2 separate regions of the Gossypium arboreum genome follow, and region 1 is linked to region 2. A link is a contact called in public Hi-C data. All regions are on one chromosome and are shown on one strand. The core of a region is the stretch at or near the end of the contact, and the rest is flanking DNA. Distances in the headings are between cores, read along the strand shown. Region 1 holds the start of LOC108473742 (branched-chain amino acid aminotransferase 2, chloroplastic). Region 2 holds the start of LOC108470670 (probable pectin methylesterase CGR3).

Region 1 (6,281 bases), core at 945-3,444, 200 kb after region 2:
GAGTGAGTAAAATCACATTCATGTTACTTGTGCGAGTAATGGGTAAGAAGTTACGAAGATGTCAGATATAATGGTAGTTTCAAGGAAGTTACACTCATGTAACTCATTTTAGCAAGGACAGTGCTACTTGCAAACTTAAGTGCAAGTGCACAGTTTGATCAACGAGTAGAAGGAGAAAATAATCTAGAGAAAGGTTAAGAAGTAGAATTCTTAACAGTATCTATAATCCGTATTTTAGCCTCCAACCCATTCTCTCCAAGACATCCCAGCAATGGAGCAAACCTAAGAATCCTGTTAAACTTCTTTAAGCTTAGTTTCACAACCTTTTCAACATTGAGTGATCCTGCGAGGAACCATATTTTCTGACAGTACTATTGACAAAAGCATTAATAACCAAAAATGAGCATCTACACTTTGTTGAGTTATTTTCTTGATCTCTGGAGGAGAGACTTAGGATAAAATGGAACCAATAACCCATTTCTTTAATACTAAAAATGAAATTAAACTTCCAAAATTTTTAGCATTTCTTGTGGCTTCTCTTGTTATATAAATTTCCAAAATACTAGATGATGATTGCATTAGTAACTATTTAGCATCAAGGTCCATTTGCAAGCAGTCTGCTCTGCTATAAAAGGAAACGCCATCAGCAAATGGAGCAAAAAACAAATTTTATTAGCCCAACAATAAATAATTAAATTAATCTTACAGAAGCAGTTATATGTTTAGCTACAGATAAATTCAATTTTTTTTAAAAGCATTTTCCATATGCACATAAACATTATCTGCTTAGGTCAGGCAAAAGTGTACTAAAATGAAGTCTAAAACTATTTTATTTACATGCTTTTCTTTTTTTAGCTTTTTAACAAAAGCAAGAATCAGTGTTGTCGAGGCATGTGCCTAGGTGCACCCGCACCCTAGCACCAACAAAAAAAGTACCTTAGACCCTTGAAGACAAGGTCCATTTGATTAGGCACATACCCAGTGTGTCTAGGCATGCATTTTTGTAAAGTTTTAGGCATAAAAATAAAGGCCACCTGATTGAATTTCTCTTTAATTTCTTTTGCTTGCACTTTTTTCATTAGATGTACCTTTACTTGTAAGAAAGGGATAATATCAAACTATATACTTCTTAATATTTGAGTATTGAACTATAGACATGGACAATAACGAAATCATACATACTGACAGATGAACTAGACTACACTTTTAGAGCTTAATATATGTCTTAGCTATTTACACACTCGAATGCAAAAACTCATATATATCACGATTACTCGCTTAAGCTTAAGCTAGCCCCCTTTTTTTGGCGCCTAAGGCAATATAAGAGTCCTAGAACCAGAGTACACCTTGTGCCCATCACAATACTAACTTTAGTATTTTATTTTTTCTTTTGCTATTTACTTTCTATTTAATAAAAAAATGAAAAAGATTGCCATTTGAAAGAAAAAAAAAAAAAAAGAAGAAGAAGAAAATTGCTATTAGCTATTTGCTTTTCTTTTTTGCTCTCCTATCTTTCAATTGATAGAAAAATTAAAACTTTAAAAAAATAGTTCTTTGATTGACAAAAAATAAAAGGGGGGGGGGAGAGAGAGACGCTAAAAGAAGGGAGCTTAATCGGAAAAAGGAACAATGCACTGCAGAAATCTAATGCGGTTTGGTCATATAATTTGAAAATTTTTAATCTTAGCGTTAAAAAAGAAAAACAAAAAGTACGCACCTATAAGAATCGGATAAAACAGCAGCATTCTTAAAAGGAGACTTAACTTCATGAGCATAGCGACAGGAAGCAAAAGCTAAAACTTGCTTATCTAACTGCAAAATAAACGCATAAGCAATTTAGCAAATAAGAAAGAAAAAAAAACAGTCAAAAACGTGAGGGGAAAAGTGAGATTACCTTGAGATATTGCGGCGGAGAGAAGCGCGTGCGTTGAGGGTAGAAAACAGAAAGAAATGTGGTGGCGGCGGAGGAGGAAGAGGAGTAAAACCGTGAAGGGCTAAGAATGTTGTAATTAGGCTGGAGAGTAGCTAGGACGGCGTTGCTCTCCATCTCCCCCCTTCTTTTTGGTCTACGAAATGGCAGTTTCTTTTGTAAATCTGTATTTGTTAGCTGACGTGACCAATATTTAACCTAAACCGCTAAGGATGGAAATCCCTTGCCCCCTCTCCATGACCCAGTTCGTGCCCCTTTATTATAAAAGGGACCACGTTTTTTTTAAGTTGTAAATAATTTTCTTACTGATAATATAATTTTTAGCCATGGACTTTAGTTTGTTTAGTTTGTATATATTTTTTTATCTATTTTAGTATGGAAACTTGATAATTATATTTATTTTGGTCTCTAAATTTGATAAATATAGAACTTTGATATATGTCATTTTAAGATTGTATTACATTATTAATTAAAATTTAAAAATTATATAAATTTTTATGTAATGATATGATACAATTTTAGAGTGTCACATGTATTGTTCTAATAAGCGACAAGTGGTCAAATAGATCATACTATTGGTTCTCGATTTAATCGATTTGATTAGTTCAACTGCTTAGACCAACAATAATTAATTAACTAATTAATTAAAAATTCATAAAACTTTTAAAAATATATTAAACTAGTTCAACTTGTTCAATTATGGGTTTTTATCCTTATTTTTTTATCAATTTCAAGTAATTTTCGATTCAATCGATTTAACCCATTTTATAAACCAATATATCAGTTGATTATCAGTCCAATCGGTCCGACCAACTAATCCAATCATGTTCTAAGAACACGGCCACATTACAAATCTTGACAAAATCTAAATTAAGGGACTAAAATGGATTTAATTCCCAAGTTTAAGAGCTAAAAATTATATTATACCTTTTATAATAAAAATTACTTTTTCCTAATTTGTTTTTCAGATTACATATTAATTGCAAAAAAAAATCAAATTTTAAAAATAAAAATTACAATAAGAAATTAATTTTATTTATCATTATATTTTAATTTATTCGATAGAAAAATAAAAATAATTGAAGATTGCCACGTACTAGTTTAGTTAGTTGAGTCTTCACAAGTTAATTTTACAAATAAATCTAAAATATTAAACCAAAACATTAATTTTTTTATTTGACTAATATTTTATATTTATTTTATATATAAAATACATAATAAATATAATATATAACAGCCCATTTTAATATCATATAATAATTAAAAAAGAGTTAGATTTAAAAACCTATTCAAGGTCCGATTATCAAAAAGTCAATCTAAAATTTGGAAGGATTTGGATAAAAATATTAAGATTAAAAATTATATAATTTTTGTAATTTTCAATTGATGATATAACACAGTCTCAGAGTGTCATGTCATCAAACTTTTATATTTTTCAAGTTTGGGACCAAAATGAATCTAGTTGCCAAGTTTAAGTACCAAAGTAGAAAAAAAGTACAAGAACTAAGGTGAATTTAAATAATACATATTCATATTCAATAAAGTGTAGGAGTAGAGGTTACCTAACCCTATCCATCGTAGTGTGTCTATAGCAGCTAAATTGTTATTTTTTGCTCCTCAATTTTATTTTCAATTTTTCATTTTGCTTCTTAAATAAAATTTTGCTTCTAAAAGAAAATCATTCTCAACTTCAACTTTTGAAATCATTTTCTTGTATTTGGAATCTATGTCTCAAATTCTGATACTAACTCCTTAAAAGGCATCTTGTAATTCATTAAAAGAATATGAATTTAAATAATGTGAACTAAAAGATTGGCTCTTTAATAGCCATTAAACACATCACCTTTGGATTTGAAGGGTAGATTTCATTTGATTGTTGATCATTGACTCCTTATCCATTAGTTGAGCATTTGCTTTTACAAGGAACTTTTAATCTCCTTCTTTTCCTTCCTACCCCCAAAAATTTCCTCTAATTTATCCCATATTTGCTTGGCATTACTATAAAAGGAAACTGTGTTGAAGACTTATCCATTCAATCCACAAAAGAGAGTGTGTGTAGCATTAGTAGTTTGTTGAGCCTTGGCCTTGTCATTTGCATCCCGTCTTTCTTCCTCCTTGGACACCTCTAATGAACCTCTTGTAATAATTCTCCAAGCACCATAATCAAATGTTTGGACAAAGAATTTCATTCTCACTTTCCAATTTGAGTACTTATCTTCATTTAGGAGTGGAGGACATATGATGTAATGACCTTCTTCTATAGTTGTTGACCTTAACCTTGTAGGCATCTTTGAAACTTGCTATTTACCTTGAATCACTTCTCCTAATGGTGAAACTTTTAATGGAGAACTAGCTCCAATACCAATTATTAAGCTTCAAAATACCAAAAGTACATTAGGAATGATGTAAGGATATTATCATCGGTAAAATTTTGGTTAACCCAATAATTTGGAATAAAGGACTTGGGAGAAGCTAATTTTGTTTTAGGTATTCGAATCCTAAAGGATCGAAAGAACAAAGTGATAGCATTATCTAAAAATTCATACATAGAAAATATATTGGAACGTTATGTAATGACCAAGTTAAAGAAGAGAAATCAACCTTCTGTATCGGGTTTTCATCTTTCCTTAAAGGATTGTCCTAAGACAATGGAAGAAAGAGAGAACACGAGAAAGGTTCCTTATGCTTCAACAGTAGGAAGTCTCATGTATATTATGTTTTGCACATGCCCAAAAATTTGTTTTGCAGTGGGGTCAGTAAGTCAATATCAAGCGAATCCAGGAGACTTGTTTTGGAAAATATACAAAACCTATAGTAGCGCCGATATATCACATATAAGAACAAACTCTGGGGATTTATTTTGCCAAGAATCTACTAGCTAAAAAGCTTTTTGGGAAACATATGGAGGGATATAAGAATGCGAAACATGACTCATCTACTTCAATAGGGCAAGTGGGAGATTGTTGAATTTGGTGCCCTAAGTGTAATATTATTGTCCAAGTACACTTATAATTGGTACTAATGTTACTTCATTTTGAATATTTATTCTTAATGGTGTTGCAAGCCTAGACTCAGTTAGCTAAATGAATATTTTCCTAATCCCTAAAACTACTCATTTGACTACTATGTCTCAATATCAACCTATTTGTTTGTAGATTGTCCTCTACAAGATTATTGCTAAAGTTATTGCCAACCAATTTAAAATGGTTCTCTCTGCTTGTATTGATAAAGGACAAGGTGCCTTTGTTTTGGACAACTTATTTTAGATAATGTTTTAGTGGCATATAAACTGCATAAAATGAAAAACAAGCAAGTTGGTAATCAAGGTTGCTTTGCACTCAAACTTGATATAAGTAATGCTTACGATTGAGTTGAGTGGAATTTTTTAGAGGGTATCCTTTCGCATTTGGGATATACAAAAAGATGGATTGATTAGTAATGACTTGTGTTCAAGCTATTTCTTACTCTATTATTTTTGACAAGTGGTTTTCTTTTTTTTTCTCGGATGTGGTTTACAATAGGGTTTCCCTCCCTTCTCGTATTTATTCCTCATTTGTAGTTAATGCTTCTCTTCTCTTTTCAAAATCGTTAAAAGTATTCTCTAGAGAGTACAAGTTAGTCGTGGATACCCTAGACTTACTCATTTATGGTTTGCTGACAACAATATTCTTTTTAGAAATGCCACATATGATGGGGGTTGATTCTATTCATTTGTTTATTCACGAGTATGAATCTCATTCTGGTCAATTAGTTAATTTTGATAAGTCCATGGTGTTTTTCAGTGCTAACGCTTTTGATGTGGATAAAAAGCGGCATACTTTAGTTATTACGTGCTCATAATGTGCCTTGCCCGAAAAAGCATCCAGGCCTCCCTTCTATTGTTGGAAGGAATCATTGATCAATGTTTCAACATTTTAAGGATAACATACTTTCTATAATCTCTGGTTGGAATACTCAATTTCTTTCCCAAGGTGGGCGTGTTGTGTTGATTAAATCGGTTTTGAAATCATTACCTAGTCGTGCTATGTAATGTTCTCTATTACCTAATTCTATGTGTGATTCTTTTCATACTAGTTTTAATCGCTTTTGGTGGCAAAAGAGTCCCCAACAGAGGCTCCAATATGGTGAAAAATTGGACTAGAAAGTATCCAAATAACAGGCCAGTCACATTATGTTATAGTTGAATTCTTTTTTTCTAAAGGTTCTAACCCGCAAAGATTCTGGTGCACCCAAAAAGGCCCTAAATCTCACAATATAAGTATTATTGATGTTATATAATAATATTAAAATAATAATATAATTTACGCATTGAATAACTTGAGTTGCCAAATGTGATAAATTTAAATATTTG
Region 2 (6,543 bases), core at 1,449-3,948:
AACAGTTAGGGTTCACACAATGTATGGAAATGCATATGACTCAAATGGTAGAACGGGTAAATAGTTTTTTTAAAAATAGTTTCATGTACCTTGTCGATTGTTTTACTGTAGGTTGTGGGCAATCTGGATTGCACACAAAAAATTGCTACATGAAGGGCAAAATGCGACTGTAAGGGAGACAATATATTTCATCATAAAGTATTTGGGTGAAATTATGGGGGATAAAAGCAAAATTGTAAAGCAAATCATACTCGTTGGTGTATGGAATGCGCCTCAGAACCCTTTTGTCAAAATAAATTTTGATGCAAGATTTTGCAAGCAAGATAATAAATCCTGTTCAGGGATTATTATTAGAAATGACAAGTAATCTTCTCTGTTCAAAAATTGTTTTACATGCCAACATACCTTCACCATTTTACAGCAGAGGTGATGGCTTACTTCCAGGCAGTTTTGATAGGAGCTAAAATGGGTTTTCTAAATATAGAAGTCGAAAGAGATTGCTTGTCTGTGATTTGTAATCTGAAAGAAAATAAAGGGGAACGGTCAGTAATTGGAGCATATATTCATAATATCTGTGCGTCATGTGTGATTTTCCAAAACTGTGTTTTCCATCATGTACAAAAACATATAAACGGTTCTACTTATGTTTTGGCTACAGAGGGTCTTAAAAAAAATGAAGCAACTTATCTTGTGGGTGATGTTTCTGCTTATGCACTCGATGCTGTTGAAATAGATCGGTGATAACCACATCGTACAAGCCACATCTGATATCGGTTCCCTGTTCTGGAAGAGGGGAAGGAAATAGTTGGAAAAGGAATTTTTGGGTCTTTTTAGATGAAAGAGTGCCAATATTCTGAAGAGGCGCAATGGTTTTTGAAAGAACACCTTCCAGTATATCATTGAAGTAGATTGATAGGATTGATGGGATAATACTCTGACAGGCTGCTGAAAGGTTTAGCTTTTCAGATGCTTTGGAATTGAACAACTTACCTAGGTTGTTGGGATCATTTATGTTTCTTTTAATGCTTTGTCGGTTTTCTTCTTCTATCAAAACTAATTTCCCTTATGTTTAGTCTATTCATTGGGTTGGTCTTATTTATTTTGGGTTGTAATTTTTGTTCTATTTTGTTGGGCCTGTCTTTATACGCTTTTATTTGAATAAAATCTCAACCATTCTATTTAAAAAAATAAAAATAAAACAATCAAATGCATAATATTTATTTTAATTGTCAATGCTCTTTTTTTCAATCTTATTAGCTACCTATTTCATAAATAATTTAATTAAAATTTAATTGAGTTAGAGAGAAGTTTAGAGTAATCTACAAAGATAGTCACTTTTGTTTGCCTCATATTATATTTTAGTCACTTATGTTTGAAATGTTACGTTTTAGTCACTCATGTTATTATTTTATTACGAAGTGATCACCCTACTGTTAAGTTCTGTTATCTCCCTAACGTAATCCTATGTAGCAGTCTAATTAACCCAACTTGGATTTTCAAATAGGATGAAAATATATTTTTAATTACATAAAATTTAATTAATTAAAAATTTTAAATCCTAAACCTTAACTAAAAAATTGTTCATCTCCTCTCTTTTTTATTTTTATTTTTCTTTCGTCTCTTCTGTTTTTAGTTTTTCTTCTTCATTTTACTGGAAAAACTATTATCAAGATATAACTGCTGTCCAGTACATTGAAGATAGTAGTGCCGAATACATTGAAGATAGCAGTGCCGAGTCTTCTTCATCTTTATCATTCAAGGAAAATCCAATGAATAGAGGAAGAGAAGGTAAAGAATTCTTCTCTTGCCTAGAAGAATTAGTGTTTTTTGACTTGCGAAATCTGAAGGGGTGGTAGAGGGAAGCCCCTCCTGTTACCAATGATAATCATCGCGCAGCAGCATCATCACAAAGGCCATTGCAAAAGAAGGAACCAATACCCTCATTCCCTTGTCTTTCAAAATTAAAAATTGGGATTTGCACCAACCTGACACATATACCATTGCATCCATTTCTGGAAGAACTGGAGCTAAAGAATAAGCCTGCAAGGCTTTTGCAATAGTCAGCAATGGTAGTAGCAGGAGCAAATTTGGTGTATCCACTGTATGTATCCAAGCTAAAGGTTATGCATATTGATGGTATCATAGATTTGGTGTCATTTCCAGACAAGGGGCTTCATCATCTTACATCTCTTCAACATCTATCAATAGAAAATTGTCCTGATCTAGTATGCCTAATTAAGGAAGGCCTGAAGAGTTTAACTTCACTCCGATTTTTCAATATTGTCCTGATCTATCGATAGAAAAAATGACTTGAGCATTTCACATCATCGAATATTGAATATTCGATGAACAATTAAAAAAAGAGAGGAGATGAACAATTTTTTAGTTAAGGTTTAAGATTTAAAAATTTTAATTAATTAAATTTATTTAAGTAAAAAATTATTTTCATCTCATTTGAAAATCTAAGTTGGCACTTAAATTCTAGTTGGACTGCCACATACGATTATCGTTAGAGAGATAACGAAATTTAATAGTAGGGTGATCACTTTGTAATAAAATAATAACATAAGTGACTAAAACGTAACATTTCAAATATAAATGACTAAAATATAATATGAGAAAAATAAAATGATTATTTTAGAGATTACCCGAGAAGTTTTTATACAAATGTGTGTATAATAAATTTGTCTTTAAAAAGGATGATATAGAAATGATTTTTTTTTAGGATAATATAAGTTATTTAAAAAAAAATGCAAAAGCAAATAAATAGCGAATTTTGAGCTGCTTTCATAATTCCTACTGAGTAGTGTTTGCAAGGGAAAAAGAAGCAAAAAGAAAGGCCAAAAAAACACTGGCTGACAATCACAGATCTAAGATCCCAAATCCAAATGCCCCTTTCTCATTTCTTCATATCAAAGGTGAACATTGCCCACTTTCTTTTCTTTCTTTATCTCATATTCAAAGCTTTCTCGTGCTTTGGATCTGATTTTCTCGTTTTGATTGTTTGCCATTGATGTTTCTTCTTCCCATGAAGCTGGAATTTTGTCTAAATCTCTTGTTTTCTTGTTACAGTGTAAATAACAGGCAAGATTTAGAACGATAGTAAGCAAGCTACCATGTCAAGGAGGCAAGCTAATCCCATGCGCCGCTTTGTCGACAGCGGAAGCTTTTCTCTCGCTGGTGCCCTACATTCCAAACCCCGATCTTCTCCCATTTTACCAATCGGTCTTGTCCTTGTGGTATTTCTCTGTCTTTTTTTTTCCTCTTTATTTAATTTTATTTCTAATTTTGTTGCTTTTAGCGAAGGAAATTAACTTCGGTGGTAAAATTGAACTTTCAGGGCGCTATCCTTCTTATTGGCTATGTATATAGTGGCTCAGGTATCCTTACATTTTTACTGCTATTTCTTGTTTGGATTTACTTGCTTTGTTATTCAATACGCTAATCTTATTTGTTCAATTAATTACCCGTTACGTCTCTTCGGAGGAATATAGGCAAATTCCGAGGCGAAGCAGTTAGTCGGATCGGAGGTAAATTTTATTTTAGTTTGATTTTCACAATTAAATTAACTTGCGATTGTGAAGTTTCTGGGTTCCGTGTGAGTGTTTTAGGGTCCGGTTCCCTTCAGTACTTTTTAGTCTATTTCTTTATAGTACATCTTTGATCAACGTTTAACTTTCACAATTAACGAGTGATTCCTACTAATTTGAATGTTAATGATGAGTGCAGTAATGAACTGGAAACTAATGCTATGTTTCTATTTTTGGATAGATTTTATTTATTCATCCAAGTAAGCAGTAGTTTGTGATTAATCCCCCATGCTATACAAATGTGTTTGTTTAACCTATCATTCATATTGACTTTGTTATGTACCAGTTTAATTAAACAACATCCTTAATTTTGGATACTAATGCTATGTTTGTGAGTAGTTTTGAATTTGATATTTTTCTCATAAATCAAGGATAAAAATAGACATTTAGTTAAAGTTGGTTAAGATTTAGTAAACCTATATTTTCATATGCATTTGAAACTAATTATTAAGCTTATGGTTTCATGTATTTTATTATGCAATTTGTTCTGAATTTGAAATCTGTATCTATTCTCCCATCTTCAAGTTGTATGATACAACCTTAACGAGTTGGAGACCTTAAGTTATTTTAAGGTGCATCTAGATGAGCAGTGACATTGGCTTTAGTGAGATTAAAAACAACAGTGGAGGTGCGATTGGTTATTGTAGTGGTGAGATTAAATATTGTAGTAATGAGATTAAAAATTAGTGGTGAGACATGTGTGACTATTAGTGATATTAAATTAAATTGATATAAAATGGAATTTGTAACATTTTCTAAAAAAGCTAATAGTAATTAAAAATACTAAAATTAAACTAAATATTTTGAAAATAAAATTAACGATAGTTATGGAAACAAATAAAGAATATATTTAAATTAATAATTCCTTTAATAAATATTATTCAAATAATTTATTAAACTATAAAATTAATATAAAGTTTTAAACAATAAATTATAAATGAAAATTTAATTTTAAAATACCATAAAGATAAAATAATAAAAATGAAATTACAAAATTATAAATACAGAAGATAAAAGAAAGAGGGATAAAAATGGAAGTAGCTCTCAAGTGGGTTTCCCTGGACACTTTTAAACCAGTGAAAATTTGGTTTTCCATTGTTGTCCACGTAAGTTAATTGCACTGGAGGTGTGCTATTAGCAATTGTGCTATTGCACCAAAAAGGTTCTCAAACTCACTGTCCTGGTGCTATGATGGGTTTCCAAAGGAAGCCTTAGCCTGTGTGTAAGATTACTAAATTCAACAGCGATTGTATTTTGGGAACAGATTTGATCTTAGAGGTCTTGTTTCTGAATCTTATTGTATTCAGGCGTTCATTCGTTTGGTACTTGTGCCATGACCTTTTTCTTGAGTGATGCTTAGAGGTAACACCCTAAGGCGTAGTTTCTCCATTGTTTCATTCAATTCTGGCCCCAGGAATAAAAAAGTATACCAGTGGCGGTTATATAAAGGAGAAACAGTTTCTATGTGTTCTGATTAGTGTAACATTCATGTGTGATTATAATGGAATTCCCAGGTTTTGAAAAGTGTGTTTTCATTAAGAATAACATTCCAAATAGCAATTAATTGCTTGTGATTTTGTAGGTGACTATTCATGTTCAGTAGAAGTTCAGAGGGTAATACCTTTTTTAAAGAAGGCATATGGTGACAGCATGCACAAGGTTTTGCATGTAGGCCCTGATACCTGTTCCGTGGTATATAAACTTTTGAAAGAGGAGGAAACTGAAGCCTGGGGTGTGGAACCATATGACATAGAGGATGCTGAGGCAACCTGCAAGAGTCTTGTGCACAAAGGAATTGTACGTGTGGCAGATATCAAGTTTCCTCTTCCATATAGGCCAAAGTCATTTTCGCTTGTAATTGTATCAGATGCCCTTGATTACTTGTCTCCAAGATACCTGAACAAGACTCTACCTGAGTTGACAAGGGTGGCCTCTGATGGTTTAGTTGTTTTTACAGGTAATCTCTTACACTTTCAAGTACAAATTATAAAATATGAGTTACACAGGCAGAGAAATTGATTCTATAATGATATCTACTTGTAAAGATAATTGTGTCATAGATGAATTATTCTTTTTTTCTGATGTAACGACACTAATGACATCTAACGATGAATAATCAACCAATGGCCTTCCAAAGAAAGTTAATAAGTTAAAAAAATGTTTTTCTTTCTCTGGTCCCTTTTTTTTTCCATGCCTGTTGGAGTACTTGTCAGACACCTAAAACCTGCTAGTTCTAAATATGCATGAATTATTATGATAAATAGATGCAGAAGGATACCAGTCTGAAGCAACATTACCATTCAGAATGGTTTCCTAGAGGCTTTAGGTGCAGCCATGAGTGATTTTTGGATGGATATGGTGCATATATTCATTGTTTTCTTTGTCATCCTGGGGGATTCTTCAAAGCTTTTCTTGATATATCTGATGCATTTGGTTTATTTGAGTTAAAAATTTTAATTGATTTCATATTCTTTTTCAGGTTACCCTGGTAATCAGAGAGCTAAAGTGGCAGAATTATCCAAATTTGGGCGACCGGTCAGTCTCTATCTGCTCCTTATTATAACAATGAGATTTGGAATTGAAAGTGGCCATAGCATATCTTATAACATTCATTGGAATAAAATTGTCATACAGCATTTTTGTTTCAGTTAATCATGTATTTTTTATATTGATATTATCATATTCCTGTTGGTTGTTCACTGGGACTTAAGGTATTGATGAGATTTTATTGTCATTTGTCAAAACTTTAAGTGGTCTAAATGTTAAGCAAGAAAAAGGCCCAAAAGTCTGGACTTTGGTTGCATATATCATTCACTAAATTAGCGAGGGATGAGGTTTTTGTGTAAAGTCTGATAGGAGCAAAGATTGTCATATTTCACTTAGTACCAGTTGTGGTCCTTGTTTCTGAATTATCTCTTAGCAGTAACATTATTGTGCCAAGTCGGCTTTAGCA

The links. A called contact is a pair of places that touch in the nucleus more often than the background predicts.
Region 1: a Hi-C map of leaf shows a contact between it and region 2, with 3 times the contacts expected there. The contact joins the promoter of LOC108473742 here to the promoter of LOC108470670 in region 2. A contact is called at or near these places in 2 of 5 Hi-C or Micro-C datasets (both in leaf).

The regions. Positions count from the first base shown.
Region 1 is chr11:42,884,434-42,890,714 of ASM2569848v2, forward strand. It overlaps LOC108473742 (branched-chain amino acid aminotransferase 2, chloroplastic), which reads right to left and starts at 2,195. Exons shown (of 10, transcript XM_017775475.2): 1 at 1,895-2,195; 2 at 1,718-1,812. The coding sequence starts at 2,047.
Region 2 is chr11:42,688,211-42,694,753 of ASM2569848v2, forward strand. LOC108470670 (probable pectin methylesterase CGR3) reads left to right here and starts at 2,699. Exons shown (of 7, transcript XM_017772073.2): 1 at 2,699-2,918; 2 at 3,073-3,239; 3 at 3,341-3,380; 4 at 3,495-3,530; 5 at 5,173-5,547; 6 at 6,070-6,125. The coding sequence starts at 3,117. LOC108474194 (a long non-coding RNA gene) reads right to left here and starts at 1,049. Exons shown (of 5, transcript XR_008274783.1): 1 at 406-1,049; 2 at 252-333; 3 at 90-167.